Regions from separate parts of the Mus musculus genome. Here all the other regions are linked to region 2. A link is a contact called in public HiChIP or PLAC-seq data. All regions are on one chromosome and are shown on one strand. The core of a region is the stretch at or near the end of the contact, and the rest is flanking DNA. Distances in the headings are between cores, read along the strand shown. Region 1 overlaps Pde4d (phosphodiesterase 4D, cAMP specific). Region 2 overlaps Pde4d (phosphodiesterase 4D, cAMP specific). Region 3 overlaps Pde4d (phosphodiesterase 4D, cAMP specific).

Region 1 (4,487 bases), core at 451-2,950, 160 kb before region 2:
AGTCCCTAGAGCTTGGGCCTGTATTCAAAGAAGAGGTGGGCAAGGAAAGGCTCCAGTCTGGTGTTAAGACTCAAAAAAGCAAGTGAGCTAGGTGCTACAGTAGCCTTGTAAACAGCCATCCCAGGGAGAGGATGCTGTGAGTGTAAGTATTGATTATTAGGGGATAGTCGGTCCTCTCAGCTCCTTTGCAAACCTACAGGGGAGGCAGCTTTCCTGAAGAATGGCCTCCTGGCCAGGTGACTGACAAAGCAAGTCACAAGAGACAACAGTATGTATGTAAGGTTCTGCTCTTGGGGCGTCAACCTGAATATCTTATTTCCAGCCATGGTCAGAAATAGAATTCAGATTCCATTCTTTTGACTAAGAGGAAGGTACCTCAAAAAAAGCCCCCAATAAGTCTACTTTTTCATATACTTAAAGGGAGGGAGGTTTCCACATGGAAAGAGGATATCTGTAATGGCCCCTAAGCTTGCTGATGTCTGTCTGTCTGTCTGCCTAATGATGTCAGTGCTTTCTGTACATGGTAGGTATTGGCCAGCCCATTGCCTTATAACACATTGAAAGTGCAATACATGGCTTTTAAATATCAAGATAGAATAAAAGTACTGACGGAAGTTTATACATGCACTTAAAATCATCAGTACTATATATAAATGAGAAGGTTTTTGTTCTCATGGTTACTCAGGGTACAGCACTGATAGGACTTAGAACAACCATTCTGATAGCAGTGAAATATATCATACTTGGTTCTGCTACTCCATTTATACTGTTGACATTAAGTTAAATATTATCTTTTGGTATTTAAATTAGGCATATATTCTCCCATGATAAACACATGAGTGTGATTACCTTATAAGTGAACTTTTGAGGAATGAGGGTGCGGTAGACATTCTCACATCTATCATCTACATGGCTGCATGTGTGCTCCCAGCTTATTCTGAATAAAAGTGGTATTCTCTGCTTGTTTAGTATTTGGGAACATCGCTTTGTGCTTTTTTAAAAAGATTTTATTTATTTATTTTATGTATATGATGAGTGCACTGTAACTATCTTCAGACACACTGGAAGAGGGCATCAGATCCCATTACAGATGTTTGTGAGCCACCATGTGGCTGCTTGGAGTTGAACTCAGGCCCTTTGGAAGAGCAGTCAGTGCTCTTAACTGCTGAGCCATCTCGCCAGCCCAGGTTGGTTGCAGTTTTACTTAGTATTATTGATACTGTTATTATTGGTTCTTATGTTGCAGCTTTACATAGTATTATTATTACTATCATTATCACTTTGTAATTCAGTGGGTCAAATCCAGGGCCTTGCATATCTCAGGCAAATACTCTAAAAGCTGAACTTGAGCCCCTATCATACTATAAATGAAGAATTTCTTCCTTGACTGCACTCCATTCTAAGTAGGGTCCCTTCTTGCACTTCCACTTCCCAAAGAATCCTGGGAAGAATTCTCCCCAGTTCCCTGGGTCCTGGGCCAGCACAGCTAGGCTTTCATTGTATAATTATTTACATAGTGGAGATATATTCACACACACACACACACACACACACACACACACACACACACGTCACATCTAGAAACAGAAACGCTTAGGAAAGGCAGTCTGTCTTCTTTCCCTTACAATCTGAACAGTTCTCAAACACCATGCTGGAGGGTGGGGGCGGGGGGTATGACTAAACCCACTGCAGTAATGAGCAACCTTCTTACCTTGTTATCCAGTCACCACCCACCCCACCCCACCTTCCCCACCCCCACCAGCTCCCTACAGGAACCACTTCCCTTTGGTAGCCTCCAGAGAGCTTGCTCAACTAACCAAAGCTTGGATTTGTGCTCTCCTTAGGCAGTGTTATTTATTCCTGGGAAGGTGAGATTAGGGTCCATTCTAACCTTCTCTTTCCTGTGCATCTCTAGTGCTTCTCACCGTTTGCAGCTTTTTTTGAGGCTGCTGCTTCTTCTCTGTCATGTCCTTCCCCCAGCAGAAGATGAGAGGAAATGGTAGTGTTTACACAGAGATGGAAAGCCTGTGCACTTGAGCCCTGAGGCTAGATCTGGCCTAGTGCTTCGGTTCAGCTGTTCCCAGGTGTTTTGACACAAGCAGTCAGAAAGCAAGTGTGTCCAAAGAGCAGCTTCCAGGGTCCTGGCTGCTCCCTGCTGCACCCTGCTGCTCCCTGGCATGTTTCTTCTTCTTTGGAAAGTTCTTACGGGGCTATGGTGCCACCAGCCCTTCCCTCAACCAAGTATTCTTCCCTGGAAGATCAGACTGTTTACAGCAAACTTTATCTTAATATAAAAGCACCCAGAAGGGGTGTTAACGAGGCTTTCAGTGGGAAAGCCACTGTAAAGAATGTGTCACAAGAAGACATTCTGATGAAGTTTAGTTCATGGTTTTTAGAATAGGGGGATTGTTGGGATTTCTATGGTTAGCCGAAAGTGAAATATCTTTCTTCGTTTCCTTAAACAAATTTCTCTTCTTGGATCTAGTAGGGAGCCTGAAGAGGCTCTGATCCTGTCCATTCTCTACCTGGGACATTAAAGGCAAGTGATGCTTGCATCTTATGGAACACTACTTCACATACTAAGTGATGTAGAGAGAATGGAGAGGATGTTCTTGCCAAAGATGTCAGTATCTTACTGTCAAATCTATCGCTTGTCATCACCAGTCTTGCTGAAAATATGTTTAGGAGCCAGGAGGAACAGCCTTCTCATGTAAAAGAAAACACACAAGATGAAAAATGAAGTCCTCTAAGCCAATGGTATTGACTTTACTGAGGGTAGCTTTTATGTCCTAGATAGAAGTGGAACATACATCAATTAGAGCTTAGGCAATACTTATCTGGTCAAGGGTAGTCGTTTGTTTTTCAATTAGTCATTGTTAAGTGGACACAGCCAAGCAGAACCTTCATAGCTCTAAGATTCTGGCTGGTGAATATCATAAGCTACACATAAGCATAACAGGATAATCAACACAATTCTCTTATCCTACAAGCCAGGCTGTAATATGTCAATGAAAGCACATTTTGAACTAAATTCGGGTAACTGGAAAACTGTTGTCATCAAGTATCCACTAACTATCATCTGCTTGGTTCTTACAAGTTTCATATCTGTGAACTGTCAGTCCCCTAGAGAGTACCATAGGGGTCTTACATGGAAATACATGTCATACTGCTGTGGCAACGTTCTTGAGACAAAAATAGCTACATAGTTTGGTAACATATAAGATTGTATTGGAGCCTCAGGTTTGGGACACTATTTAGATTTGTGTGCTCCTGTTCGTAGGCTACAAAGGTCTTGGTTTTAAATTAATAAACATTTCTTGAGTACAACTCAATTCACCCATGAAAATTATTTTTAATGATGATTATGCCAATTAACATTTAAGTAGAATAAAGATAGCAGTGGTTAGTACCCCTTGTGTAAATAGCTGTATTAAGTCCGGGCTCTACATTAAGGTACGTCTCATATAATAAATTACTCCTAAGATGGATAATGAGACTCACTTTCTGTCTTGTCCATGAAGTTTATGAACACATATATGTGCACACACATGGCACTGTGTATAATGTTGTAAGTTATTTTCAGCTGTATAACAAAGTTATAGACATTTTAGTAGTACAAAGAAAAAGTCACTCTAGTTATTGCCCTTTTAGGATAAAGACTGTACCAATGTGTATGCAATTTTCCAAAGTTAGCCAATGAATATAACAACATATGTGCTGGTAAATTTTCTCTATGTAAATAAGAAAGTACTCTGGGTGCTTCTGTTTTAGAAAAAAATCTCTTAGATATCTTTGTATTGCAGCATATGTAAGGTGGTTTTGTTTTTCAGTAGTATTCTATTTTGTACATACATCATGCTGTCTATAACAACTCATATTGATTAAATGTCCAATTTGTTTTATGCTAGATGTGTGTGATCATGTCCTAACTCTTATTTTTCACACATTGCATCTAATCAAAACTTTGATGTGCTCTCATTCATCAGACTACAAGGTCTTTTTGCTAGTTTACAGAGGGTCAAATTAACAAATATTTTAGGTCTGGAGTTTTAAAGATTCTGCCCTAGATATTCAAGTCTACCATCACTGTCTTAAAAAGCAGCCACTAAGCAATATATGCATTGATGATACAAGTTTCAATACAATCTTCACAAAGTAGCCACAGGCTTGGTAGAAGGGCAAGAGCTTGCTATCAGGACACCTGAGAACAATCGTTTGTTGATGAGTTGTGTAGATATGATGCCCTATCATGGCAATGATTGTGTCTTCTGTTCTCCTCTATGTTTGTACAAATCGATATATGCCTGTTGAATCAAGGAATTAATTCACAAAGAGGTGCAAAGTCAAGCAATTATTTTACCATTTGCTATCTCTAATGAGCCTGGTTGTTTTGTATCTGAAAATACTTGTATCAACTTCTGGTTAGTCATACCTTGTTCTCATATGCAGCTAGGTGTACAGATTTTATAGTTACGATGTTACTATTA
Region 2 (4,097 bases), core at 392-2,891:
TTAATCCCAGCACTTGGGAGGCAGAGGCAGGTGGATTTCTGAGTTTGAGGCCAGCCTGGTCTACAAGGTGAGCTCCAGGACAGCCAGGGCTACACAGAGAAACCCTGTCTCAAAAAACCAAAAAAAAATTTTTTTTTAAAATGCATCCCAGGAAAACAACCAAGGCTGTATGAGAATATTTAACTACATCATTGTACTTTCGTGGAGGGGTTGGGGTGTGAGGAAAATGAGCCCAATATTCAGAAGAGAGACTTAGTTTAACATACATGCATATGATAGGTAAGTATAATATTTATTATGGGAGATAGTTATGTAATGTTAAGTGAAAATTCATAAAATGTGAGCCCAATATTTAAAGAAGAAAGAGAAGTTAATGTCAGTCATGATGGTCGACACCTGTAATTCCAGAACTCGGAAGGCTGAGGAAGGAAGCCTGTTTCACGTCTACCCGGCCTTGTTACAGCAGACACACACAAACATGCAAGCATGCATATGTGCACACACACACACACACACACACACACACACACACACTCACACACACACACAGAGAACATATGGGAACATGATTTCATAATAAAATATCAATATCTGTGCCTCAGAAATATTGTAGTTAATTTCTATACTCCTACTAAGATAACTTCTAGAAAGTTTCTTCATATGAAAAATGAAGAAATAATAGTAGATTGTTTCTAAAAGACTTTTAACAAAATGCTTCATAATTCCCTGAGTAGTGATTATTAATAACCTTTGGAGAATTTTAGAAATCTAACTTTGCCATTGTTAATAATAGAATAAAAGTAGGCTCAGCCCAAACTACACTCATATTTACTTACAATTTAAGCCATGGTACCTGTGTGTTTGTGTGTGTGAGAGTGTGTTGTGTGTGTTTTTTGTGTATGTATATGTACGTGTGTGCATTGTGTGTGTATGTGTGTGTGTGTGTGTGTTGCTTCGTGTGCCACAAATATCTCTTTTGATGTGGGGTGGGATACAGTCGGTGAAGGCTGAGGTAGAATTCGGTGGCCTCCCCCTTGGATCTCTCATGCTCATCACAGGATCATATTAATGTGGGATAAGTACGCTTCATACTGGCTGTTTGGAACCCTACTGAAAATTCTTGGTTATGGTAAGGCTCTGTAATCACAACTCACACTGAGAAGCTGTAAGAGCTGTGGTGATTTGAAATAAATCCCATCGCTAAGTAGAACTTTGTCTGTGCTTGAAGAATTTGTAGAAAGTGCCTCGGCTACCATAATCTGAAGAATGTCACCCAACTCTTACTTCTGGCTGACAGTTCACATGCCTGCAGAATTGTAAGATGTTGTATTTCAAATGGGTTCCAGTACCTTGTTGTGATCATGAAATGAAACACACACACACACACACACACACACACACACACACACAGAGAGTTTTAATTTGCTATGTATTACTCCACATTCACAGTGGTTGCTTGGAGGCCATACACAATGGTGCAGAGTGGCTTTTCAAAAATGATCCGCCTTGTTCTTGCTTCACCTGCCAGACGTCATGAACTTCTAAGAGGGAGCATATTTTATTTGCCTCACACCACCGGAGGACTTGGCCGGTGGCCGCTGTTTGTTCAATGCTAGTGTTGACAGGTGCTTTTGCCTGGGGAGCTCCTGGGGTTTTGCAGAGTTAGTCAGCAGTTCCCACAGCAGCCTTCATGCCTGAGAGTGCAACGCGGATTCACAGGAGCTCCAGCTTCCCTTACTCTCATTTCTGTTTACCCAGTGAAACAAAACAAACATGCCAGGCTCCCTCAAAGGGCTGGCAGCAAGAAGTGCTAGTTCTATGTCATTGGGAATTTACTTCTTGTGTAAATAGATAAATTCCTGTGAGGGAAATTTGCCACACACCCAACTGAGACAAGACTACCTTCGGCTGAGGATCTGAGTCATCTCCTGTCCTCAGTTCTCTCCTACTATGTCTTGTCCTTAATGAAACAGAACCCAACCACTCTTCACCCCTTTTCTGCATCACTATTCTCAATTACTTGGATTGGTTTCCTAAATAATTAGACAATGCGCAACTTCATCGGTTATGTAATCGTCAATAATCTACTACAGAACACATAGTTTTAAATGGAGACTGTTGGTCCATTGTATTCAACTACAAATTTCTGGTACGTAGCGGGCAAGCCTGAAACACAATTACAATGCAGCAGTCTGTTGGATGAATGAATGAATGAATGAAATTGCTCAGTGATGCCAGAAGACTCCATTCAAGTCCCTTATCAAGTTCGAGGGCAGCCAAATGTAAATAAGCAAGACCAACTTGCAATGTAAAGAGATTGCTATTATGTTCCTTGGTGTTAGAAAGATCTATGAGATGAAGAACACTGGTCAGAGGTTTTGCTTTTATTAGTTGCAAGGGCAGAAACCAAGTTTAAACTGACTTCAAAATAAAAGAAGAAAAAAAAAAAGAAGCCAAGCAGATGATGTAACTTAGAAGTTTAAAGTTCATTCTTATGGTTGAAAACATGCTCCAAACCTTCTCCTGAGGTGCTTAGAACAGCCCTTCATCCCTCTTTCTCTCTCCTCCTTCTGCCTCTTGGACCTCTTCAGAAGTCCCCTTGCAGAAACACAGAGAGCGAAGCACACCTGTGCTGGTCTCTGGATGAGCATCTGTTCCCCATTGCTAAGAAATACTAACAAAGTCTCCTAAAATCAAAGCCGGTTCATTTCAGCTGCTCATCATTTACTTTCAGTTCCACTCCACACACTAGCTAAAGCTAAGAAGGAGTGGGGAAGTATATTGACATGTGCATCCCATGAGAGGGAAAACATCAGGACTAACTAACTCCCTGGTAGAGTTATCATAAAATCACAGTATGGCTGGATGGGTGTGAAGACACACTTCGCACCCAAATGATGTCTAGTTGTGCTGTGGTGTGTGAGAAAGGCATGCTTGGCCTTAGCTTTTACACCAGCCTCCTTTAACTATTTGCTCACTTTAACTTACTAAACCCAATACTTACTCAGTAATTTGATATACCCGGGTGCATACCAAGTATAAAACTGTGCTCAGGAATTACCCCCATTGAATAGCTCATTCGGTGTTAAAGAAAAGAAGAAGGAAAAAAGATCAGTGGGTGACCAAATCTAAATGAGAAGTTTCGTTAAGTCACAATATTCTACCATATTGCCATCTTTTCTTTCCTTCTGGTCCTTTCAGACTTTGAAATCACTTTGAAATTGTTCCAGAGATGAGAAGGGAGATTTGGACTGAAAGAGACTTCTCTAGGAAATCCTGTCCTCTTGTCACCCAGCTAGACTGCATTTGGCATTCATATCCTGCCCATGTGTCTCACTTGGGCTGGTTTTGGGGGTAAGAGAGAGAAAAGAAACACACTATTAATGTGCTTATAGTATTTCAACTTACCGAAAAGCCGTGGTAAGCTTGCAAAGAGTAAATAGAACATAGCTCAAGTCTAGCTGGAACGTTTATGGGATGTCAAAGGCACTTGGACTTTGTAGCTCTTTTCCTCCCATTAAAAATAAGATGACTGCATTGCTATAGTGATATACAGTTAACATAATCTACACTAGATTACATTCACTTCAAACACTTTTTTAAGCCCTTGAAAGTGTCATGGGCCCTTGGTGAAACATCATTGGTGCTTTTAAAATGCTTTCTTTTTTATTTAAAATCTTAAAAAAACATTTTTTTCTTTAATTTCGGTTATTTCATACATATATAAAATAGAATGTGATTATAGTTACCCCTCATCTCTCCCACCCAGATCTCCCATTTTCCCTCCAACATTCCTTTCCAAACATCATCTTTTTTACTTCTTTGTTTTTGATGAACCCACTCAGGACAGTAAGTGGCATCCATATGTGCATGGGTGAGAGATCATGCAGTGGAAACCTACCAGTGGCCACACCTTCCTTAAGGCTGATTCTCCCTCTCCAGTCTCAATTTGAGGGCCTGGAGATCACCTACCTCATGGTGGGTGTGCTACTTTGTTTTTCCAGACAGACTTGATTAAAATCTGACCACTCTGAGTGGATATTTGGTCCATCCAGTCACTCTCTTCCCCCTGTCTACGGTTGATCCTTCTGGTTTGA
Region 3 (4,290 bases), core at 836-3,335, 250 kb before region 2:
TTTTCCATTTTCTTTGATTGTTGTGCCGATGTTCTCTATGGAATTTTCTGTACCTGAGAGTCTCTCTTCCATCTCTTGTATTCTGTTGCTGATGCTCACATCTATGGTTCCAGATTTCTTTCCTAGGGTTTCTGTCTCCAGCATTGCCTCACTTTGAGTTTTCTTTATTGTGTCTACTTCCCTTTTTAGGTCTTGGATGGTTTTATTCAATTCCATCACCTGTTTGGTTGTGTTTTCATGCAATTCTTTAAGGGATTTTTGTGCTTCTTCTTTAAGGTCTTCTACCTGTTTAGCAGTGTTCTCCTGTATTTCTTTAAGTGAGTTATTAAAGTCCTCCTTGATGTCCTCTACCATCATCATGAGATATGCTTTTAAATCCGGGTCTAGGTTTTCAGGTATGTTGGGGTGCCCTGGACTGGGCAAAGTGGGAGTGCTGGGTTCTGATGATGGTGAGTGGTCTTGGTTTCTGTTAATAAGATTCTTATGTTTACCTTTCGCTATCTGGTAATCTCTGGAGTTAGTTGTTATAGTTGTCTCTGTTTAGAGATTGTTCCTCTGGTGATTTTGTTACCCTCTATCAGCAGACCTGGGAGACTAGCTCTCTCCTCTGAGTTTCAGTGGTCAGAGCACACTCTGCAGGCAATCTCCTCTTACGGGGAAGGTGCACAGATATCTGGCATTCGGACCTCCCTTCTGGCCAAAGATGAAGGCCCAAAACAGGACCTTTCCCAGAAACTGTGTTGCTTTGGCCTGTCACAGAAGCTGTTAGCTTCTGTAGTCCACACTCTCACCTGTGCAGACTACTTTTGGTGGAGTCCCGGATCCAAGATGGCTCCCGCCGATGCTGAGACAAAGTTCTCCCGGGCCAGGCAGACACCTGTCCTCTGGCCGGGAAGGTGGCCAGATGTCTGGAGCCGAAAAGGGGACTGCCTCAGAAGCTCTGTGGCTCCTGCCTGTCCCAGAAGCTGTTAGCTTCTGTAGTGCACACTCTCACCTGTGCAGACTACTTTCGGCGGAGTCCCGGATCCAAGATGGCTCCCGATGATACCCATCTAATGACTTCTTTTGTGATTGGGTTACCTCATTCAGGATGATATCCTCCAGATACATCCATTTGTCCAAGAATTTCATAAATTCATTGTTTTTAATAGCTGAGTAATACTCCATCATCCTTAGTGAGGTAACCCAATCACAAAAGAAGTCATTAGAGGTCCCCCCCTTTTTAAAGCTGTCTGTTCCCAGCTTTGACTGTGTCATAGAACTTGCTGTGGGTAGGATGCTGAAGCACGTAGCTGAGATCAATGAAGGGGTCACTGATGGCAACAATATCTATTTTGTCAGAATTGAAAGCACCCTGGAGACCAGGCACCTAATCTGACTAAATCTTCTCACTCTAACCTTCACCATCCTGTCTCATGGGTGAGGCTGGCATTTCAGGAGACGAAGCAGCTGTCTCTGGTAATGGGGAGAACTGGAGAACCTAAGACTTCACTTTAGGGTTAAGTTAATAGTTGAAGCTCAAACAGGCAGAGTTCATGAATCCAGGTAGTCATTCAGACTCTGGGGCTATTGGAGTCGGTGCTTCTGGGAGTCTGTGAATCGGTAGTCCAGGGAAAATCAGGGGGGAGTCAACAACCGAATAGAGAGAGTCATAATTCTCCATTTACATTACTGAATACATATATAACAATACAACTCATATTTATTGTATTTCTGTCCTTTCCATACAGGGTGTTTTAGATTGCAACAATATTGTATTGTAAGTAGATTCCTACACTAGTGTTATAAACAGATTGATGAAGACAACACTGTGGGCCTGCATCTGAGCCGTCTTGTGACCTAGTATGGGCTTTCAACTAGATTCTAATAATAAAAAACACTTACCACATATTTAGGTATCTCTAAGCGATTGTTTCCCTTGATACAAAGTGGAGAACACTAATACAGGTTTTCATGAATTGTTGGCCTTCTTTGTTAATTCATGTAGTTCTTCGAAATGGCCACTAGATGGTAGTCTTTAGTTAGTATTGTCACCTCTGCTCCATGATAGGAGCTTTGATTCTAACCAGAAACATTTTGTGTGTTCCTGACGCCCTTTTCCTCAGATGGGTGAGGCAAAGGGCAAGGACTCCGTGTGGTTCAAGAGTCTTCAGTCTTGAATCCTTAAATTTTCTTCTTCGTAGACCTTACTTTCGGATACTATTTATTGAACAATTTTATTTGTCTCCACTGTACCTTTAAGTGATGACTCTTTGAAGAGGGTTGAGGTCTGTACTTACAAGGGTCAAAAAGATAAGAGTACAAGGATAATATGTCAGGCGAAGAACAGGGACGATGAGCTTCGGGATCTGCTGTCACCCCAAGTAAATCCCAGAATTCCCCCGAGCTCTGCAATCATTCACCATCTTAGCTAGAGTTGCCGGACATTGATGCACCGTTGCCAAATACATGTGTGGTCTCTCTGGACAATCGGAAAAAAAAAAAAAGTTTTTCCTCTTCTGTGCTGAAGCCTTGTGATTTTTTTTCCCCCTAGCAAAACCAAACCCAGTGAGCGGCAGTTAACCCGCACTGGCTGTTTGCGCACTGTGTTCCAAGGGCTCTCTCTATTTGTCATGAGTCATCCAATTAACGTCAACTGTAATTATTTCCTCTTCATTTTCCCTTTCCACTGTTGAGTCTCCCGAAGTCACCAATTTCCTTAACTAATTTTAATATCGAAACCTGCATTTCAGGTTCTCCTACTTCACACAACCAAGAAAAAAAAGAAAAAAAGGAATGAGATGCCCTTTTCGATTTTACCCTGAGGTAGAGCAAATCCTTTGACACATTCTGAGAATTCTTCCTGTTCAGTTTTATCATCTGTCCGTACTTCCTTGAAGTTCACTTATGGCTGAACACACGTATTTGCATACGGACTCTCATAAAGTCATTTTCAGTAACTCTGCAATTGATAACTCTCCCAGATAGACACATAGTCCAGAGTTACCTGTTGATCTGTTTCGCTGCCTAAAAGGAGGAGGGCAGCAGTGGAGACAGGACGGACTCACCTGGGGGTAAATGTGAACTTTGGGGCCTTGAACAACAACAGGAAGCTTGGTTTCTGGCTGCTACCACATTAAAACTAGTTGAGGTTTTTATTGTTTGTGGGCTGTGGAAATTTTATTTCCTGGCGTCTAGTAACAGTTGGCGAAGATCCCCATTACCCTCACTGTGAGAAGAAGCCCCATGGTCACTCCACAGCTATTGAGAGCTGCTACACCCCCTCCTGCCCCACCCTGCCCTGCCCTGCCCTGCCCCACCCCAACCCCCCTTCCGCCGCCCAGAGACACAGCTGCCTCCTGACCACCGGAGGCTCCAGTTGGTTTAAGCAAGATTAGTTCAGCTTTGCTTAGCGAAGGGTCACTGTCTAGATCTGTCTTTTCCACACCAGAGAATCCCATGGTGGATTCAATGCCCTCACTCAAATTTCCCAGCCACCAGCCAAGTTCCCTTCTTGTCTCCTCCCCCACAAAATCTTGTTTGCACTGGACGTGGCAGTTATGCGTTATCGGGCTTTTTGATGGTCCGAGGAGCTCTTTATATTCACAAGCATTGCGCAATGGAATGCTATTTAGACACCCATGCTCTTTACAAGCAAGCTAGCATCTGTTTCAACAGCAAGTTGCTTGACCGTTTTTTTTTTTTTTCATCCCAGAGTTATTACAATCTCTCCCAACTCCTTCTCACTTAATGGTTTTTAGCTTCTCTCATGGTGTTTCTGCTCCAGTCACTTTTTGACTCCCCAAACTGCACAGATACTAAAAAAAAAAAACAAAAATAACCAAAACAACAGCAACAACAACAACCCGCTTGGTGTTTTTTAAACAGTACCAGGGGTCTTCCTAGAAGACACTCTGGGATACGGGTTCCCTGCTTTTCCTGCACAGAATGAGATTGGCCAAACTGGATTTCATCACCTGGCTCACATTTCATCAGGAAATTCTACTCAAGCAGTGTTAACATTCGCTCATCACGTCACAAATAATAATTGACCACCTAATTATAAAAAGGAAGGCATTCACTGCTCCGAGTATCAGGGGTGGAGAAAAGGCCTATGTGTCTGTGTATAGTTTTGGGCTCTAATAACCCCTACGAAGGAAGAGTATGTACTGACTTGAGAATCTGTTCCATGAAAAATGTTAGTTAGCTCGGCTGGCAGAATAGAACGCCACAGGCTGGGTGGTCTAAGTAGCCTACATGCATGTTTCTCTTGGGTCTAGAGGCTGGCAGGGCCTGCCTGCACAGCCTAGT

The links. HiChIP or PLAC-seq counts read pairs in DNA pulled down with a chosen protein or histone mark.
Region 1: a contact with region 2 is called in a FOXA1 HiChIP or PLAC-seq map of pancreatic cancer cells. The contact joins two enhancer-like sites. A contact is called at or near these places in 1 of 39 promoter capture datasets (the 3T3-L1 cell line), 1 of 15 datasets of contacts at CTCF or cohesin (the NIH/3T3 cell line) and 1 of 115 datasets of contacts at active chromatin or transcription factors (pancreatic cancer cells).
Region 3: a contact with region 2 is called in a FOXA1 HiChIP or PLAC-seq map of pancreatic cancer cells. The contact joins two enhancer-like sites. A contact is called at or near these places in 2 of 15 datasets of contacts at CTCF or cohesin (the NIH/3T3 cell line and large pre-B cells), 1 of 484 Hi-C or Micro-C datasets (pancreatic cancer cells), 9 of 115 datasets of contacts at active chromatin or transcription factors (the NIH/3T3 cell line, embryonic fibroblasts, embryonic stem cells and 3 more) and 1 of 9 other capture datasets (embryonic stem cells).

The regions. Positions count from the first base shown.
Region 1 is chr13:109,317,106-109,321,592 of GRCm38.p6, forward strand. All of the region lies in intron 3 of Pde4d (phosphodiesterase 4D, cAMP specific), which reads left to right. Among named protein-coding and RNA genes, the nearest start is that of Mir582, 5.4 kb to the right of the region's middle. Within about 2 kb of position 1,701, at least 9 of the 459 cell types and tissues checked have an H3K27ac peak or open chromatin away from gene starts, as enhancers often do. A contact at or near this core is called in pancreatic cancer cells, where this site is marked.
Region 2 is chr13:109,479,985-109,484,081 of GRCm38.p6, forward strand. The region is part of intron 3 of Pde4d (phosphodiesterase 4D, cAMP specific); the gene reads left to right. Among named protein-coding and RNA genes, the nearest start is that of Gm32703, 41 kb to the left of the region's middle. Within about 2 kb of position 1,642, at least 48 of the 459 cell types and tissues checked have an H3K27ac peak or open chromatin away from gene starts, as enhancers often do. A contact at or near this core is called in pancreatic cancer cells, where this site is marked.
Region 3 is chr13:109,227,351-109,231,640 of GRCm38.p6, forward strand. All of the region lies in intron 3 of Pde4d (phosphodiesterase 4D, cAMP specific), which reads left to right. Among named protein-coding and RNA genes, the nearest start is that of Mir582, 95 kb to the right of the region's middle. Within about 2 kb of position 2,086, at least 151 of the 459 cell types and tissues checked have an H3K27ac peak or open chromatin away from gene starts, as enhancers often do. A contact at or near this core is called in pancreatic cancer cells, where this site is marked.